Linked DNA regions of Mus musculus: region 1 is linked to region 2. Evidence: chromatin contacts called from public Hi-C data. All regions are on one chromosome and are shown on one strand. The core of a region is the stretch at or near the end of the contact, and the rest is flanking DNA. Distances in the headings are between cores, read along the strand shown. Region 1 overlaps Cntn1 (contactin 1). Region 2 overlaps Cntn1 (contactin 1).

Evidence for each region. A called contact is a pair of places that touch in the nucleus more often than the background predicts.
Region 1: a Hi-C map of the MNK3 cell line shows a contact between it and region 2, with 2.9 times the contacts expected there. The contact joins two enhancer-like sites. A contact is called at or near these places in 3 of 39 promoter capture datasets (the HPC-7 cell line, hippocampal neurons and macrophages), 5 of 484 Hi-C or Micro-C datasets (the MNK3 cell line, cortical neurons, female germline stem cell-derived STRA8 germ cells and 2 more) and 2 of 9 other capture datasets (adipose tissue and liver).

Annotation. Positions count from the first base shown.
Region 1 is chr15:92,133,274-92,138,348 of GRCm38.p6, reverse strand. The region is part of intron 1 of Cntn1 (contactin 1); the gene reads right to left. Among named protein-coding and RNA genes, the nearest start is that of Gm36901, 65 kb to the left of the region's middle. Within about 2 kb of position 3,703, at least 28 of the 459 cell types and tissues checked have an H3K27ac peak or open chromatin away from gene starts, as enhancers often do. A contact at or near this core is called in the MNK3 cell line, where this site is marked.
Region 2 is chr15:92,058,064-92,062,547 of GRCm38.p6, reverse strand. All of the region lies in intron 1 of Cntn1 (contactin 1), which reads right to left. Among named protein-coding and RNA genes, the nearest start is that of Cntn1, 9.1 kb to the right of the region's middle. Within about 2 kb of position 1,722, at least 8 of the 459 cell types and tissues checked have an H3K27ac peak or open chromatin away from gene starts, as enhancers often do. A contact at or near this core is called in the MNK3 cell line, where this site is marked.

The sequences.
Region 1 (5,075 bases), core at 2,454-4,953, 74 kb before region 2:
TACAAAATTAGCTCCCCACTCCTGCACAGAATACATCCAAAGGGCTTCCACGTTTCAAACACAGTCCCTGTCCTCCCCCCAGGAACCGGGACCTCCTCTGGTCACCATGTGAAGGGAGAAGTGTTGGAAGCAGCCCAGTGTTCTCTGTTCTCAGGCCACAGACCTACACTGTGTCTTCCTGCGACTCTTGGGGATGTTGCTGATGTTGGTGTTGTTTTCTTTTGAAACGGGGATGCACGGAAACCTAAAAACAAAAAAACAAAAACAAACAAACAAACAAACAAAAAAACCCAAAACCTAAAGCCTGTGTTATCTAGGCTTTCTTGGAACTCTCTGTAGAGCCCAGGCTGGCTTTGAACTCACATAAATCTACCTGCCTGTTCTTTCTGAAGACTGCGATTAGAGAACTACACACCGTGCTGGTTCTTACTACGACTCAAAAGTTTCATCTCAAAAACTTCTATCTGTCTAGTGATTTTTGATTCTGGATATATATATATATATAATCTATATATATATAATCTATATATATATATAAATATATATATATAATCTATATATATATATAAATATATATATATAATATATATATATATATATATATATATATATATATATATATATATATATATATATGGATGCTTCTGTTCCCTTCAAAGAATTTTTCTGCACTCAAGAAATGTTTATAAAGCAAAAATAAATCAAAATTAAAACATGGAGCTTGCTCATTTTGTTAGACTATCTTTCAGCAAAAGGTCTCAAATAACATCTTCACCTAATAGTACAATATTCAATTGTTTATTGGTAGTCTCTCATCACATTATTTACATAAATACCCATAGTATTCATTAACGGAGAAACTTGATATTTTGGCAATGTATCATTTGGGTAAAATCCCAGGGGAACTTAATTTTAATGACAATGGTTTTTTTTTTTTCGGTTTTATTTGAATTATAGATTTTTTTTTTTCCTCACCAGCAATTCAAGGAAAAAGAAAGAGAGTTATTCATTTTCTGATTCAAGGGAGAGGCTATAAAACAGCAGGAACTCAGGCAAGCCAGCAGCCAATCTATCTTGAAAGAAATAAAACCCCATCCACTCTGCAGTGGCTGGCACTACTCTTCCCCAACAATCCCCCATTTAGATACGCAAACAAACTGCCCTTTGTGCTTTGTTTATGCTATAACTAAACCACCACACTCAACACACTTCAGAAACTCAGCAATAATGTTGCTGTCTCTCACAGACATAACGAAAGCTATTCACGCTAAGTGCTACTGGGAGAGCGTGGTCACCTGCGCTGATGATCTCTGGGCCACCACTGAGGAATTGAACCACACTCACTCGTTTTCTGGTCAAGATGCCGAAGATGCTTTGGCTTTTCACAGGTCTGAATAGAACTCTAAGCTAGGGTAGCGCAGGAGAAATGATCTAAATTTACTCACCTGACTTCTCACCAACTCCTAAGTATTTCTACTTCTGACCTTATGGGAGAGAGTTCAAACCAGTGTGTACCCATCTTCCTGATGCCACAACCCTTTAACACAGTTCCTCATGTTGTGATGAGCCCCAACCATAAAATCATTTTCATTGCTATTTCATAGCTGGTATGAATCATAATATAAATATCTGTGTTTTCTGATGGTCTTAGCTGACTCCTATGAAAGGGTTGCGGCGGCATACAGGAGGATCCCTGGTTTAAACAAATGGATGCAGTAACAACACTTTAGGAACATTCTGACTAAAATAAGTACCAGATTTAGAGGAAGCAGAAATAGTAGAGTAATCTCCCCGTAGGGCTGAGTAAGACGTCAGACGGTTAGGAACAGTTTCATTTATTTGAGAGATTTAAGAATAGATCCTTTCCCAGTGCCAGACAGGGGAGTTCCTTCAGGAAGAGGCAGCCACAGGTGGGAAGCAGTAGGGAACAGCACACTTGACTTCCATCCCATGGAGAAGGACAAGGCGGGACGCATCACTTAGAGACAGCAAATACTACATTATCTTCTACCTTAGGGATTTCAAAATGTAATTCTTGAAGTTCCAATGTGTCTCATTGCTTTTTTCCACAGTAGCTGCACATATCTGATTGCCTCACATGCTAGGTGGCAAAGTCTTGAAATAATTAATTTAAAATTAAAAAGTCTCGGTGGCAGGTTTGCTACCTGCCTCAATGGTTTATGTGTCCTAAAGAAAAACAGCAGAATAGCTGGGCCACTGCCTAACGGCCGTGTGGTTAATCCTGAGTTGTTACTTACTAAATTCTGTGTTCTACCTTGGCTGTTCTGGAGCCAGATGGACAGCCCTCTGGGCCGGGCTCTCCCACTTGGTCTCTCTGTCCTGCACTCTCAGACATGGAGTCTCTCCTCTCCTCCACACTCTCCTGCACAGCAGATTTCTTCCCCTCACACTCTCCTGGAACAGTGATCGCATCCTTCTCCCTCCTGCTCCTTCTCCTGCTCCTGGTCCCAAGCTCAGGAAATCCTAAAATCCCACCTCCGTCTTTCCTCCCCAGCTATTGGCTGTTGATATTTTCATTTACCAATCAGAACCAACTGGGGGTAGGTTCCTAGAAGCTACTTGCAGACACTCATGCAAGTAGTTTTGGGGAGAACAAAATTTGCATTCCTAATACAAGTAAATACACTAAACAAGTATTTATTTCTAAAAACAAAAATGATACCATTTTCTAAATACTATTCTACTTTGTCCAGATTAGAGCAGGTTAAAAATTATATATATATATATATATATATATATATATATATAAAGAAAAATGTAAGATAAATGATTTAAATCAGGATAACAAGGCATGCAGAAGTAAAGAGTTTGAAACTATGTAAATCCTGTTTCTTGTCTATAGCGTATATGCCTGTCCTTATGTCTGTCACAGGCAATTATTGTAGTGTGTTTTCTTGAAACAGTTTTCTTTTGCTGTCTTCTTTAATGCTGTGATTTCCTACTGCTTTGTATCCATAAATGTTTTATTTCAAAGAGATATCCACATGGGAAACACTGAATTCAGCTGAGTGGTCTCCTTTACACATAGTAAGGGATCAAAGTTAAAAAAAAAAAAAGATCTGGAAATAATACAAAAACTTAGGCTAAGGAAAATCTAAGATCACTGTGGCCATCGCCGTCTTAAAAGCAAATTTTGTGTTGTTGTTAAATTTTAAAAATAACTAATGGCTAAACTAAATACATATTTACTATGTGAATGGGTGTAAGTCTGTCTCAAAGCACTAGCTCGATGCAAAATTACTACCTCTAACTCTGAAAAGAAGCAAAATCACTCTAACAAAATAAACCATTCGATGAAAATTCACATTACTCTCTTAGCCCTGGTGTGGAAACTCACTTTTGCAGCGAGATCTCCCCTCCTAGGAATAGAGAGCCTGATCATCAGTGCTCCAAAAAGGGCCTCCCAGCTGTGTGAGTTAGTCACTGTTAGGAGACAGGCAGGGGCTGACTTCTAGAATCTTCATCCTGTGAGGATTTTTAAGAGGGGCTTCTGAAAGAGAAAAAATTGTCCCTGAGAAATGTGAGAAAGTTACAGGACTCCATTTGCTTTGTTGAGTGGAAGTATGGGGGGGGGGGGTCAAGACAAAAGCGTCCCCTGAGGTTTAGAGGGCTTTTAGGAGGAGGCTCTGGAATGATATTCTTCTCTGCAAGTTGCTGAGTAACAGCGTCCTGGAGACCTGCAGTGCTGCTGGGCCCTGACGATGTGCAGCAGTGAGACAGAAAAAGAGAAGAAGGCAAGGACGACCCATCTTCTTTCCTATGTTGTGGGTTATTCTCAGGGAGAGACTCTACTTCCTGTCCCTGTTGGTAGCACATGCGGTTGGCCGCTGTTACCTGGAGACCAGGTCTTCTGGGGACTTTCCTGGTACGATGAAATGACAGTAGTCAGGAAGTGGTAATAATGCTCGCTTGGTTTAGTGGGATTGTGGTTTCCTGTAGCCGAGATAGCACCTAACAGGGAACACTAGGGTAGGGAGAGTCATCCGGTTCTCAAAGAAGGGACGTTGGGAACAGGGACACCCTTTCTCTGTTCTGTAAATTGATGCTGGTGGCAGCTGCAGCAGCAACAACAGCTACTTTCTACTCTGCTGTTGTACCTGCTCCTCCTAAAGAGCATCACGGCCGTTCCTTCTCCTCCGTCTTCGGAACTTCCATTCTCTATGGTAAAACATAAAGGTTGTATTTCATCCTGTTTGTATGAAGTCAATGGTAAAATTATATAATCTATTTGACATATTATCCGTCACCTAGAGTCTTGGATGCTGGCTTTAGAGTTAACCTTAAGTTTCTTTGGTATTCTAGAATATTCTTTAGGTCACATTTTCATGTACAGCTCTGATACCAAACATTGATAAAAAAAAATACATAGACAGGATCCTCAGTGATATATAATGGGGAAAAATACAGGAGGTAAGCTTCACAATGAATCAAGACAATGTGAATTAAGGAACACTTTGACACTAAAGATCTATTAATTTTGTAAGACTATAGTAGTGTTTCCCTCTGCTCCAGGAGAAGAGAGAGCAGTTCAGCTGAGAGCAGAGGCTGAGTGTAGAGGGCAGTGCAGTCTTCCCTGGTACTGGGTGGTGTAGTGAGCCCAAAACACCAGGATCATCAGTCCCGAGCAGCACTCAGGTGTGACCGTCAGCAAGACTTACATTTACATGAGTCAACAATCTATGTCTTAACAGTATCAACTATTAAAATATATGAACCTATTAGGGACAACTTCATTTAAACCACCACAGTTACTTTTGTTTTCTTTCTTCTTATGTTTTCCATACGTGTGCATATATTCGTGTCTTCAGGAAGTCTGCACAGACTAATCTTCCCGAGGATGCTGTCTTTCTGCCGCGCAAGGATCCTCAAACGGACCGTTTCTCCTTTCACAAGTATTACAGGAGATTTAGAGTTAAATGACTTCAGTTTTTTTCACTAGGATACAATGTCTCATGCAAATATGTTTTATCTCACCATTTTGAGAAAGAAGAGAGCAATTACTTCAGGAGTTCAGGAAAAATTTCTCAGTAATTTAAGTGTTATTCAGTGATAGG
Region 2 (4,484 bases), core at 473-2,972:
CCTGCAAGATATGTAACCATAATGGTGGCACAAAGGTTGAGGGAGTAACCAACAAATATGTTTTGATTTAAGGCATACTCCATGAGATGGAGACCTTACTCAGTCCCACTTGGGTAACCAAGAACCTGAGATTAGGTAGTCCAGGGACCTGGGAGCAAACCAAATATTACTGACCTACAGAAGGAATGTAGCAATAAAATAAAATGACTCCTGATGGCATATTCCTTTGTACTCATAGATCAGTGCCTTGCTCAGTCATTATCAGAGAACCTTGTCCTGCACCAGATGGGAACAAATACAGAGATCTACAAGAAAATATGTGGAGAGTGAGAGACTTTGGAACACTCAGTCCTTAAAAGGATTTATGTCTCCGTAAAACACTCCCCCCACCCCTCAGGGCTTAGGGAACTCTATGGAAGAGTGGGCAAAAGATTATAAGAGTCAGATGGGATAGAGGACACCTAACTTCTAAACACTGCAAGACTGAAACATATACGACACATATATGACCAACACACATACACAGAGACTGAGGTAGCATGCACAGGGTCAGCAAAGGTTTGCATCACATGGAGTCCTAACGCTGAAAGGAGAAGTGGACACACCAAACCCCCATCTCTAACCCAGAAGCTATCTCCAACTGATAGTCACTTGCAAATGCAACTTTAGTTTCCTTCAAGCAAGTCTCACTGTGGAAACAAATCTTCAGGGTAGGGTGCCTGCCCAACAGTAGGCGGCCAATGGAAAAGAACTCAAAGACATCTTCAGAGCTTCATTGTCTCATAATGTTGTATCTGGTCTTTCTAAAAGTTTTATTTTAAAATTTTATTTTATTATATATAATTGTAGTATAAATAATTATAACACACATGTGTGCTTGCTTTCTAACATGAGGCATAACAGGAGTTATCTAGGTGGGAAGGGTGGTGGGCATGAACAAGGAGAAGTAGAGGAAAGGGAAACCAGAATCAGGGTATATTGTATGAAGGAAAAAAATCTATTTTCAATAAAAGAAAATTAAACGTGTTTAACTAAAAGCAGGTATCATGTTCATCACCAGTCAAACTACACATAAGCCCAAATATCTAAATTCACTATGAGAAACCAGATAGCTTTCTAGTAATCAGAGTTATAATAATCCAAGAATGACATGTAAAAGCCAAAAGTGAATCTACCCATTAGTCATTTAAAAAATATTTTTTGATTAAAATGTATTGCACCTGATTTATAAAAATATTGTACACTGGCATATTCTGATATAAAAGTCTGTTATATTAAACAACTCAATGTTCAGACTGAAATAGTACACTGTTTATAACATCTTAGCAGACACCCCGACAGCTGCAGATACAGATCTGCATTTTCAGTTGCCATGACAATTAAATGTGGTCAGATTACAAGCCTTAGGATAGAATTACTGCTAATGTTTTGTGGTAGGAGGAAGGAAAATTAGGTCAGAAAGCCATAAACTTCTGATGTTTGAGTCAAAATTATAATAATAAATATTTAAATGGTACATTGTAAAGATCTAATTCGTGTTTGGGGAAGCATCGTCATTTAAATCACCATAGTGGAAGACCTTTTTTGTTTATTAGCTGTCTATGAATAAAACATTTGCAAATTTAGAATGATTTAACTCCTTGAGTTAGCACAGTGTATTTGTGAGCATAGACATGGATTGTGCGAACCGCAACTCACAGAATACTAAAGCTATTCTTGAAGGGCTTGGGCACAGAATAAATGGGAGGATTAAAATCTGGAGCATTGTACATACTGGTGAGCACTAAGCAATAAAGAGACCTTGTTTCAAACAGGGTAAAAGGGGAAGACGCTTGAGGTCGTCCTCAACTTCCACATGCATGCTGTGGCATGACCACGTGTGCACTAAGACACACATGGTTGGTCCCGAGCTTCAAACATACACAACAAAGCTGCAGAATCTGGATGTAGATTATCATATTGGTATTTGCTCTTTAACACCTCTCATTTCCTGACTTACACAGTAGTGTGACCCATGTTTAAAGCCCACTTCACTGGATTTTTAAGGTGCTGAGATGCCCCGTGTAACACATTTAAAATCATAATTCTCATATGATGTCTAATACGTGGTTATTGTTAACCACTGAATGGAGATCATAGGGATGATACATTTGCAAAGTGTATAGAATATAATTCTTATATCCCAACACACTTACTTTTCAGACAGGGTAGACTACTGCTCTAAGTGCCATCATTTAAAAGATGAATTTCTTTTTCATTATTTTTGTTCCCACTTCCCCCCAAAATTGGATTTTTGACATGACTCCTACAAATCTTGAAGATTGTATAGAATTTCATCATAAGGAAAACTAAAAAGTTGAGCGTTGAGTGTCTCTACCTAGAAATATCCCCCACATTTTATTTCAGTGAATCAAATTTAAAAGATAAGAAACAAAATGTTGCACTTTTCAAACTACAGAAAGTAGATAAAATTTATTCATGAAATGGATACTGCACTGCTCAGAACTTTGAAGTGTCCTTAACCTGACAGGTGTTGGGAGCCTCTCTGAGGTAAGCCATATGCACACTGGATCTGAGTGATATTAACCCTTTAATGTGTAACTTCTGCACTAACATTTGAATTTTGGAAGCTTACTTCTTCCTCTGACTTCATCTATAAACACGGATAATCACACTTTACATTTCATTTTTGAGATAATAATATCATTACATAATTTCTCCCTTTCCTCCTTCCAAACCCTCCTCATACCCCTCTTTACTTTCTTTCAAATTTGTGGCCTCTTTTTCCATTGATTATGGATACATTCATACAGTATATAAATGTATATTCCTAAATATAACCTGCTAACCTGTATAATGTCTCTCTCTCTCTCTCTCTCTCTCTCTCTCTCTCTCTCTCACACACACACACACACACACACACACACACACACACACACGCACGCACGGTTTCAGGGCTGACTCTCACTCTCAGCATTCCTTAGTTACCTGCAGTTCTTCATGTAATGTAATGTTAAAGCTTTTTAATGTAACTGTCAAAAGCCTTGTGAGGATCTGACTATGTCATAACACAGGCGGTATGCTTAGGAGAGCAATGTAAAATATCAGATATGACTATGAAAATTTAATTAAGCAGAGAAAATATGATTATTTTTGACATCATTTCATTCTAGCTAGTTGAATTTATATATCTACATTATCCACGCATCCACAAATGTCTCCTCTCTTTTGAAATACAGGATTGTTTAAAAGAAGTTAACTTAGGGATCTAGCATTCTAGAACTACCACATCCTAGGCAAGGATTTTCATTACAAAAAAAATCTTCATTAAAACCTTTCATCTATCTTATGTATTTTATCTATCTTGTATCCACAAAACCAGGATATTAAATTTGAAATATGAAAAGCACCAGGGCTTGTGGTTTTTATCTGTTGCTTTTTTCAAAGAAAAGGTGTGTACTTTGATGAAATCATAGAAACTAATTTAGATTTGTCCTTCTTTTCTTTGTGTCTTCAGAAATACAAAATACAAAACATATGTGAGGGCCTCCCGGGGCACAGGGTAGATTAGTAATAGTCTCTATTCTTCAGGACACACACAGTAGCTTTTGTGAGAAAACAATTGAATGTAATACAGTGCTAGGATCTTGTCCTTACATATAGATTGCTTGAGATACCATACATAGTGGCTACAAACACAAGGCTGGAACTCTAACGAGCAAGTATGAAAAAGGTAGAACCTAACTGGAGGCACGAGGAGTTAGGCAGGTCACCTAAAAGATAGACAAAGAGACAAGTGACCAATGTCGGAGACTAACAACAAATTATGGGATGGAGGAGGAAGAAAGTGTCAATCGCAAGAAATGAGGCTGGTCAGTAACCTGGGCATAGTCAGCGATTAGAGATGGAAGAGATCTGAAGATCGAGAGATGAAGTTTAAAAATGTAGTAAGAACTACTGATAAATTACCAGGTGAAATAAAAAAAGAAAAAGCAAAAAAAAGGACCTTGGGAAATAAAAAGGCAGACCCCATTCAAATACCTTCAGCCTGGGGAACGTCATTATGAAATTTTCTTTGGAAAGACAGCTGTGGATGTGAGCTAGAAAATGAGCTTGGTGTAAAGGAGACTATGAAAAGAAGACCACAGGGAGTGTCTCTGAACACCAAACATTTTTATTTAAAACGCTGTCTTGGTTAGAATTTCTATTGAAGTGAAGAGACACTATGACCACAGAAACTCTTATAAAGGAAACCATTCAATTGGGGGATGGCTTATAGCTCAGAGGTTTACCCATTATCAAGGTGGCATTCAGGCAGACATGGTGCTGGAGAGGTAGAGGATAATTCTACATCTGGACCATCAGACAGCAGGAAGAGAGTACCACACTGGGCCTGGCTTGAGTGAAACCTCAAACCCAGTCCCCAGAGACATACTTCCTCCAGCGAGGCCACACCCCCTTCACCAGGGCCACGCCTCCTAAAG